Linked DNA regions of Xenopus tropicalis: region 2 is linked to region 1. The links are chromatin contacts, called in public Hi-C maps. All regions are on one chromosome and are shown on one strand. Each heading gives the region's core, a stretch centred on a gene start, on an enhancer-like site or on the middle of the called end of the contact. The rest is flanking DNA. Distances are from core to core; before and after follow the strand shown.

Region 1 (4,938 bases), core at 1,104-3,603:
TGGATTTTCCTTGGCCCAATATCTCTCTATCTCTTGTTTTGTTTAGGATCTGTTGCCAAAGCACTGTTGCTGTATGGGACAATCAATGCAAATGTTATAAATAGCAAAACATGTTTGCGTCAGAAAGGTTTTATAAATGTCAGTCCTTAACTCCTCAGAGACCAAACCAATCCTTGATGCATCCCCAAGAAAGGCTTTTAGGTTATCCGGTATTGTCTTGAAACTTTTGACATGTAGCCAAGTAAATTAGACAGTTAAATATCACATACATAAATAATAATGCACACTTCTATAAATTGAATTAAAAACGTGCTCTCAGGAAAACCTGCAGCCTCCCCCCCCTCATGTTAATTAAGCACTTTGTTGTGAAATGATGTTTGCTCTTGGACATAAGATGCACAGACACAAGCTTGTATTGCTTTGCTGCATAATATAAATAATACATTGGGCTCTGTATGCTTTATAACTTTGAATGGCATGGTTTTGATATTGAGATTAACACAAGTTCAACACAGTTATGGAAAGTTGTTTTTTACTTTACACCATAAACTGAAGATAAAATACTTGGTTTTTGGTTGTGGGTACCTTCATATGGAAGATGAAAGGAGTTACAGAGTAGAGGAATACAAACGTGAGATATAAGATATTAGAGATTATAGATAAGAATCTATACATCCAAACAGTGACAATTATACATCCAAACAATGACTTTTTGGACAGTAGCTCTCTGGTTTGGAATTTCAGCAGCTATGTGGTTGCTAGGGTCTTGTTTATCTTAGCTACCAGACAGGGGTTTAAATGAGAGACTGAAATAGGAGAAGGATTATATAAAAAGATCACAAGTAACAATAATAATAATATAATTGTAGCCTCACAGAGCAATTGTTTTTTGATCTTTGGGTCAGTTACCCCCACTTGAAAGCTGGAAAGATGTAAAAGTGAAAAGTGAATAATTATTATATATTAAAAATAAATAACGAAGACCAATTGCTAGGAATAGTACATTCTATAACATACTAAAAATGAACTGAAACGTGAACCACCCCTTTAAGGTAGGGATCATCTGTATGATGGTAGGGGTCCTGTCAGATATTGGTAGTATGTAGTAAATGGGTACCTGGCATTCCCTTAAAACCAAAAATGTAAGTCCTATTCAATACTTTACAGGCTGCTCTTTTATGTCAGTTACTCTCCTTGTATTTATTTAATGTACAACTGGATTAAGGATAACATGGGAAGAGGAGATCACAAAAATGTAGAACTTGCGCTCATTACACACGTTTGAAGGAAAGTCACAGAGTTTGCTTGTGGCTCCACACAAGGTATTAAAGCAGTGAATTGTGAGCAGAGGACCGACGGTCCATAAAAGGGGAGTAGTTTCATTGGATGCAGATTGTCATTGGTTAATCCCAGATTGTGATGGTTATCTTGCATGCATGTTTAATAGTTAATAGGCAATAATACTAAATCAAATAATAATAATGCAATGGAACAACCTGCAACTTACCTATAATTTTGAATGAGAACAAACAATATTTTGCTTTACTGCCTCTTAAAGCATTATCTGTGCTAGTAAAACATGGATGCTTTGTTGGCCCGGGGATATAAAGGAGTTATTTGGATAATTCATTCCATCATTCCTTGAGCAAGAATTGAGAACTCTGATGCTATGTGTGTAAGATAAGGTATGAAAATACTTTATATTTCCCTGAATTTATTGCAAAGTGATAGGGCCTTTTGTGTCCTGTCAGTCCTTCTCACCTAGGGTTGCCACCTTTCTAAATAACTGTTATCAGCTGGTTGGGAGGTGGGAACAAAAGGGGCGGGGCAATGCCATAAAAGGGGTGGGTTGATGACATAAAAGGGGCAGGCTATGATGCGCAACAACCAGAGGAAAGGATCTGGGAAGAAAAGAAGTTTGGGCTAGATTGGGGACAGATTAAAGGCAGGCCAGGGGCTTATTTTAAGGGAATTACAAATTTACCAGCAACTACATTGCCTGTAAATTTGTAATATTGGTCCTGGCCTTGACTAGTGTTTTACAGCCTAGGCCTTTAAAATATTAGCTGGGTGACAACCCTCTCCTCACCCTGTTCTTTCACTTGTATACCCCCTCATACGCTCTGGTTCTTTCATTTGTATACCTTCTACGCAAAATCCATGGAATCCAGGAATTTAGTCTCATTAAATTTAATCTCATTAAATATCCTTATGCAGGCACCAAAGTGACTTGAAGCCCACCAATACACAATTCATTTGCATTTCTTTGTTTTATGAATAGGGTGTCCTTGTGTAAGTAGCTTAGTGATGCAAATTTAATTTGCATTCCTCCCATCCTAATTAAAATGCAGTTGCCTACCATACTCTCATCTTTCAGTTAAAGTAGTCACAGATGTTTGTTGTACATGGAGAAAACAGCTGCTTATGGAGTACTTGAGGGCTTTCCTCCAAATACATTGTTTTATGTGACAGATATTGTTATAACACCTACTCAAAAGGAAATGCATTAGGAAGCTGGTTGAAAATTACAGATTTAATAGAGACTATGAGTATATTGTCTTTGCTAACAAACACTGAACTAAAACTCTTTCTTTTATTGTGAACACAAGTGTGCATGGATGTAACTAGTTTTGTTTTTTGGATAATAAACCGAAACTGAGTATGAGACCTATTACCCAGAATGCTCGGGACCAGGGGATTTCCATATAAGGGATCATTCCATAAGCTGGATCACCATACTTTGTCTAATAAAAATTAATTAAACATTAAATAAACCCAATAGGATTGTTGTGCCACCAATATGGATTTCTGCATACCTCACTAGTGTCCCTGTTAAGGTGGAATTATTTGTGGAATTATTGCGTTACTTTAAAATGTTAGTGGGGTTTGGAGCAGATTGCTAGGAATATGTCTAAAATTTCCATAGAAGGACCCAGTTCATTGGTCAGGGGTAATTAACAGCACTAGGGGTATGCATAGGAACCTCAGAACAAGGTAAGCCTATAGCTCTGTTTGAATAGGGAAGAGGAATCTGATTCAAAACCAGCAGTGGCACAAACAGGGGAATGATTCCTCACAAGTTGACTTTACGTAGCCCCAGCAATCTTTGGTAATTGTATTGCTGCAGAACTATGACACTTTCCCTTTACTGCATGAGTCCCAGAAAACTTTTTCACATTCTCAAATCATGTCTTGAATGTGTCATTGTTGCCCTGTTTTTTGATTTTACAGGTGATATATTGAACAGACAATCTAAGCAATGTCGCAGCCAACACATGAGCGTTTCATTCCATAGGGGCAATTTATTACACTAATTAGCTAAACGCCTTTATACAGGTATACTAACAGAGCAACAATGTTAGCATATAATGATATGCTTTTACAGCAGTATATTAACCTTACTGTTATGTATTGCATTTAGTGGCTTTATGCCTCTTCTGTTATAAACAGTACACTTTCTAATTTGCTCTGCTGTTCATTTATTCATCTTGCCACAATGCCTAATTCTTCCTCAACATGGTGCAACAGTGACTCCTAGTGGTGACATTTTTATACACAGTCACAATACAAGGCTCATTTCTCAAATATTTTTTTATCAATTAGCCATCTCAGTTGATTGGCCTCATTTGCAAAGCCCCAGGATTCAACTGCAAGAACACTGAGGCACAAGACCGCATATATGTGTCTCCCCCCACCTGTCCCTCACCAAAACAATGCTGGAAGGGGAGCCACAGATCCTCTGCCCCATAACAAAGTGTAGATGACTGTGGCTATTTGTACACAACTGAACACTGTGCAAAATGCAAAAAAAACCAAACCTTGAATCTTTAAAATCAGTAAAGCTAAGTATCCTAAAAATATACATACAATTGGCCTATTTATCAAATGTAAAACACCATTGCCATATCGACACTCAGGATTGCTGCATAAAATCCAGCATAATTGTAAAGCTATGATTTTAGGCCTATGCAAAGGTCCTGTTTAAAATTCCAATGGAAAAAAAGCAACTTGAAACCCCCTTAAAGGAACAGTAACACAAGAACCAAGCACCAACCTCTCCCTCTGTTCCCCAAATCTAATTATTCACCATGCATCACCATTTATTGACCTTACTGAGGTATATTATTTGTATGGGAATGGGAGTTAGGAAAGACTTTACTGGCCCTTTAACAGCACCTGTAGTAACCAGTGAATTAGCTACAGAGAGAGGAGACATTGGTAATACTACAAGCATTGAGAGAAGGGCAAAGCCTGGAGCAGGAACAAGAAAGAAGGAGAGAGAAGCTGAGCAAAAATCACAACCGCAAGAGCTGAATGGGAAAACAGTTATCCTTTGTGCAAGAATGAGAATTTCCCTTCTGTGGAGTTAAGTGAATGACAGTACTTCACTATTAGAGGCCATTTTATCAAGAGACCTGTTTAGCTTATTAGTTACAATTAGTTAGTTAGTTACAATTGTTAACTTTCTAGGCTCTCTGCCAAAAGCCCACTTATTTAATTAAATGTGAGAAACAATGTTTCTATGTGCAGGTGACGCTTGTTAAGATTTATGGTCTCTTTGCCAAAAGCTACTTTTAATAAAATGTGAGAAACAATGTTTCTAATCCACAAACGGATCGAAAGCGGCCGAATGCGTTATTTTCGTAATGATCTGTATTTTGCGATTTTTTTTCGTCGTTGTCGCGACTTTTTCGTAGCAGTTACGACTTGCGCTAATTGTCGCGACTTTTTCGTAGCCGTCGCGAAAAAAATCGGAAAAGTTTGCCCGCCGTTTACTAGCGTTCAATAAGAAAAAGTCGTGACAATTCGCGCAAGTCGTAATGGCTACGAAAAAGTCACAACGGCGAGGAAAAAAATCGGAAAAAAATACGAAAAAATCTAAAAAAAAATACGAAAAAGTTGCAAAATGTTCGTTTCCAATCCGATTTTTTCCCATTC
Region 2 (4,938 bases), core at 1,393-3,892, 160 kb before region 1:
GAAATAAAACTCAGTCAATACAGAGATGGCAGAAAGTAGTATTTTTACGCATTCTCGTGTACTTTATGGTGAATACACTAAAAATATGTACTATAAAAATACAATCAAACAAAAGAAAACACACCAAATACATTTGACACTATTGATATAATATACACATAGTTGTCTTCTAAGAAAGACATCTTCAAATACATTTTCAGCAATGCTATGTATGTCGGATAAATGTGCTTTAAATAAGTAAGTCATGCCATCTAGTGGTGCATTTGTAGAAATACTGTCTGACTGTTTCTATATTTGGTAAATTCTCCATCATATCCTGCACTACTGTTAATGGTATATAGCGAATGTCTGTAAGTAATTAGCATTGTCTTTTGCAAATTGTATTTCAGCCCATGCATTGAAATATGTGAATAAAACATCTTCTGAGACCCCAAACAATTGGAAAATGCATTATTGACTGTATTAGGAAAATAATTTCAGACAATGATATACCCTTTTAATTCCTCACCCATTAGTATGCCTATAAAGTACAGTACCTATGTACTCATTGAATGCTGCTCTAGTAAAATTATGAGTCAACTGTGGCCATACAGATGTTGGGTACTACAAGTCCCAGGACCCACAGATTTTGATTGTCTGGAAGTTCTAGTAGTTAAACAACATATGACATATAGAAGGTTGCCTGTGCCTGTTGTTATTGGAAATGCTACAATATAAGATTTAATTTGCAATGAATGGAAAGTTGCTACATAGTGCTCATTCAAGAACCACTTGCGTACAGCATCTTGTTGAATTGAAAATCCAGTCAGGGGTGCTGTTTGCAGCCCCAGTGTGTCCCAACTTGCGTGTCTGAATGATGCTGATGCGTCTCCCCTCCCTACATGAACACAGCTTTGCCAAACGCAGGACTGAGGCCTAGTGAGGAGAGGTCTGACTGAGGAAAATTAGTGGCATATTTACAAGCGCAATATCTCAGTGAGTAAACCTTATGCTGTTTTCTCTACAGCTTATTTTGCTTGACTTTTTAAACCACCTGTCAATCCAAGGAAAACAAATATAAGTCTGGCTATTTCTAACTGATCATCTCTGTCTGGCCAAGGACTTCTTATAGGGATATTATCACAGCAGAAGCGCTATGGTGGGTGATAATCAATACTGTGATTACCGAACAGGAGACAATGGTATATTAGGCAACAGCTTAGGATCTAGGTGAAATAAAATGAAGCTAATTAAACATTCAACTATTAATAGTTACTTTACTTAAATACAAAGGGGAATGAAAATGGACTATTATATCTCTTTCAGGTATCTCAAAATTATTCTTATTTTGAATTTGTTTTACAAACGTATTTCATTGTCAGCTCAGGGATCAGTTTGGGAATATTTTTGGTTCCAATGCCCTATATTTTGTAAACATTGCTGCCTGCAGACAGCAAAGCTCCCCCTTTGCCAAGCCTTTGTTCTTGCAAGGCCCTCGCCCTTTGTATTGTTTCTTTGAAGCATTTTAATACAGGCCACATCAGCCAATGCCTGCTCCTCAGGCTAAACTTGTGCTAGGCATCTTTTTTCAGATGTCTGCTCTCTGGATGCTGTCCCGGGCTCTACTTTACAGCAAGCAGATTACATTTGCACTACAAAACATTTCCCTATTGTAACAATTAGCTGAAATTTCCTGCTCTGTAATTCCTAAATTGAATTCAGTTGCAGAGACATTAGTATGCATCTGAGCCGGGGCTGAACTGTATGAGTTACTGTGTTGCGCATCTGGGAAATAAAAGTTACCTCACTTTTACATTGCATTGTGGTAAAATGCTGTAACTCAAGAAAGTCAAGGAAACCACAAGCTGATGAGCACCATATATTCCATTATACCAACACCCTTAATGGGGAGATTCCTTGCCATTCTTCTTCAGTAATTCCATTGTAGACTTATTATACCTCTTGACTAATGGGCTTAGATCTTCTGTGTACGAGAGAAGGGAATCTTAAATCAGTATCCATCTTATGTCTTGCTAAAGTCTAATTGTTCCCCTGCATAACATTAAAAGACAATATTTTATTGTAGACACAAAGCTTTACTTTGCTGCCTACAGGAGTTGCCAACGCAACTGTACTTTGTATTTATTTGTAATTATTATCATACTTTGTATTTGTTTATTATTTTTGTTCCGCTGTACCGTGCTGCGTACATAAGTAGCGCTAGATAAATACATACATACATACTTGTCACTTGACACCAAAACAACAATACCATCTGCTGGACAAAAAAAGAATTCACTGTTCCATTGGTGTTCAAGGGTGTTGCCACTATTTGCAAAACCTATAACTTTTTCTTTGTTTAAAAGAAAGATAAGGCACCAAAACATGAATTTAGTACATTTTCTCTGTTGTGTACAGTGCCTGTCCTTTGGAAAGTCGCAATTGCTATTTAGGTTTGATGAGCTGCTTAGCTTTCTCAGACTGTGTAGTAAACTGTGCATATTATTTTAAACTATTTTGTCAGTTTACTAAAATAAAATCCTAAATACTTGCAGTAATTCCCTTGATTCCATGATTATTTTCTTCTGTGTGTTGTATTCTAGTATATGGCAGTGGGACGATGCCACCTAGTGGCTAATAGAGAGAGCAGAGCGTTCAGGATTACAGAGAGAGATGATGTCAGTTCTTTACAGTGGCGAGGATGTTCCTTTGTAAAATCCTGGGAGGCACATCTCTTGCACAGCGTGAGCGAAATCCAGACAGAGTATGTCTGCCTATAAATCTCTCATTACTAGTTAGGCATTGCTGGCTCTCATCCACCCGATTTCCCTGTGATTTATTAAGTGTTATGCCATGTATATGAGAATGGGGTTTACTGAACAGTTACATTTACAGTCAATACTCCATATAACAAAGCTACTGCTAAACCAGTCGGTCTCACCCTCTCATTTCGAAGAAGACGTTTACCTGTAAGAGCCATATATTGGATAAGCTCTGTTATAATACAGTTAACCCTTTACTGAATGGAAGGACAGAAAGCTAACCAGTATACTCTTGTCATCAGTAATTACTATGCATTCAAAGTTCACCAATCAACTATATTGAAAGCATACATTTTATGAAAAGGCATTATTTCAGATGAAATAAAATACAAATAGTATAACTGTAACCTCATACTGTGCTATAGCGATATTTTAAATACACGTTTGTTAATAATTTGATGACTAAGGGGATTTAGTGCCAACTATTGTAATTATGTTAGATCAAGTTCATTCTCATGACAGGTTTATTCCCTTAATAATATCATAAATCAGAATTATAATATACCAGTAATTTCTATCTCTCCTTATCTGGTTTCTGCTTATGTCAGCCTCGTGTGATGGCTTACTATTGTTGATAGTATTGATATGGGATCTATAATCTGCAATTGCTGGGCCCTGGGGTTTTCCAGATAAGGGGTTGCACTGTAATCTGGAGCACCATTGGTTAAAAACTACTAAAAATCTAGGGTTTTTTTTCATCAACATGGCATTACACTGACTATGTCCATGACCTGTACAAAAGCACTTGATTTGATAATATAATTCATACCTGTATAGTTCAGGTTGTACAATAAGGCTGCCACATCACATTTTTAAACCATAGAGAAGGAGCTGATTTCAGTAGCAGAATTAATGAGCAGTTGTTACCCATAGGTTCAGATCTATACACCTGTGCTACTTCAGATCAATTACAATTCCCCAATTTTAAACATGCCCAATGTCCTTTCTACATGGCTAATTAATATTTATGTAGTCACATTTTACATTCTCACAAGTCTGCATAATACATCTTAGTTATATGTTAATTAGTTTTTTAGCATTTAAAAGTGTCTAGTTTTCAAATTTTATGGGGTGAGTTGGGGCAACATCATTATGCAACCTCAGGTTCCCAGCCTCATGTACCACAACAGTACCCATCATCCTTAGTCAGCATGCAGCTGGTTGAAAGTCATGGTGGCTGTCATGCTACAGCAAGCTGATGGTTTGACATAGGAACAAGATTCCCAGAGGAAATTTGATAAAAGTTTAATTAAATGAAATCCTTTCATTTGGAAAAGACATTCTACTGTACAGCGCTGCGTACATAAGTAGCGCTTTATAAATAAAGATATACATACACACATACATACATACATAAGTCATGGCACAAGAAAGAAAATAGAAAAAATGTCATAATAAAGAAGCAAAATGACTAAATGCTATAAAATGGCAAACACTGGTACCAAGGCAGGATAGATTCATCCAAAGACGTTTTGGGACAATTTTTATGATTTTTACAATCCAGCAGTCTTTTTCTTCTTCTCCAAAGGGTTAAGTAAATCTAGCACAAGGTAACATACAGATAGGCAAAAGCTGGGTTAAAACCAGCTGTACCAAATGCTTACAGAGATATTTACCCAGAATGCAGAGTACTGTTAATGATGATTTATAGGTAAAAAAAAGAACTAGTAAAGCACTCAACAGAACAGATGGACTGAAACAAAGAAAAGCACTGATACATTCATTTGCTTTTTCCCTTATAATACAATCATGGGCACAAGATGTCATATTATTACTAAACCACAAAACTGGATATAAGGGGGCCTGTTATTTTTTTTAAAAAACAGAAAATACACTACCCATTGTCAGACATTGATGCATGAAATCCAGATAACTTATAAAGCTGTGTGCCACTAAAATGTATGGAAACTTCTCCAGAGCTACAGATACCATTGGTCTACATGCATAGTCTATCCATATTCTGTATATTTAGTCAAACAACTTAAATACAACAACAACTTAAATACACTTAAATACTTTTTACAAAGTTGCACTTTGTTTACAACTGCTAAGAAAGAAAATACATGCTGAATTTCCACTCATATTTAATGCAGCCTCTTCCATACCCATCTTATTGCAGTAATTATCACATATAATC

Evidence for each region. A called contact is a pair of places that touch in the nucleus more often than the background predicts.
Region 2: a contact with region 1 is called in a Hi-C map of gastrula embryo, with 2.8 times the contacts expected there. The contact joins two enhancer-like sites. A contact is called at or near these places in 4 of 5 Hi-C or Micro-C datasets (brain, gastrula embryo, neurula embryo and 1 more).

What each region holds. Positions count from the first base shown.
Region 1 is chr1:67,870,051-67,874,988 of UCB_Xtro_10.0, reverse strand. No RefSeq gene overlaps it. Among named protein-coding and RNA genes, the nearest start is that of fam241a, 33 kb to the right of the region's middle. Within about 2 kb of position 2,353, at least 4 of the 11 cell types and tissues checked have an H3K27ac peak or open chromatin away from gene starts, as enhancers often do. A contact at or near this core is called in gastrula embryo, where this site is marked.
Region 2 is chr1:68,027,220-68,032,157 of UCB_Xtro_10.0, reverse strand. No RefSeq gene overlaps it. Among named protein-coding and RNA genes, the nearest start is that of fam241a, 190 kb to the right of the region's middle. Within about 2 kb of position 2,642, at least 1 of the 11 cell types and tissues checked has an H3K27ac peak or open chromatin away from gene starts, as enhancers often do. A contact at or near this core is called in gastrula embryo, where this site is marked.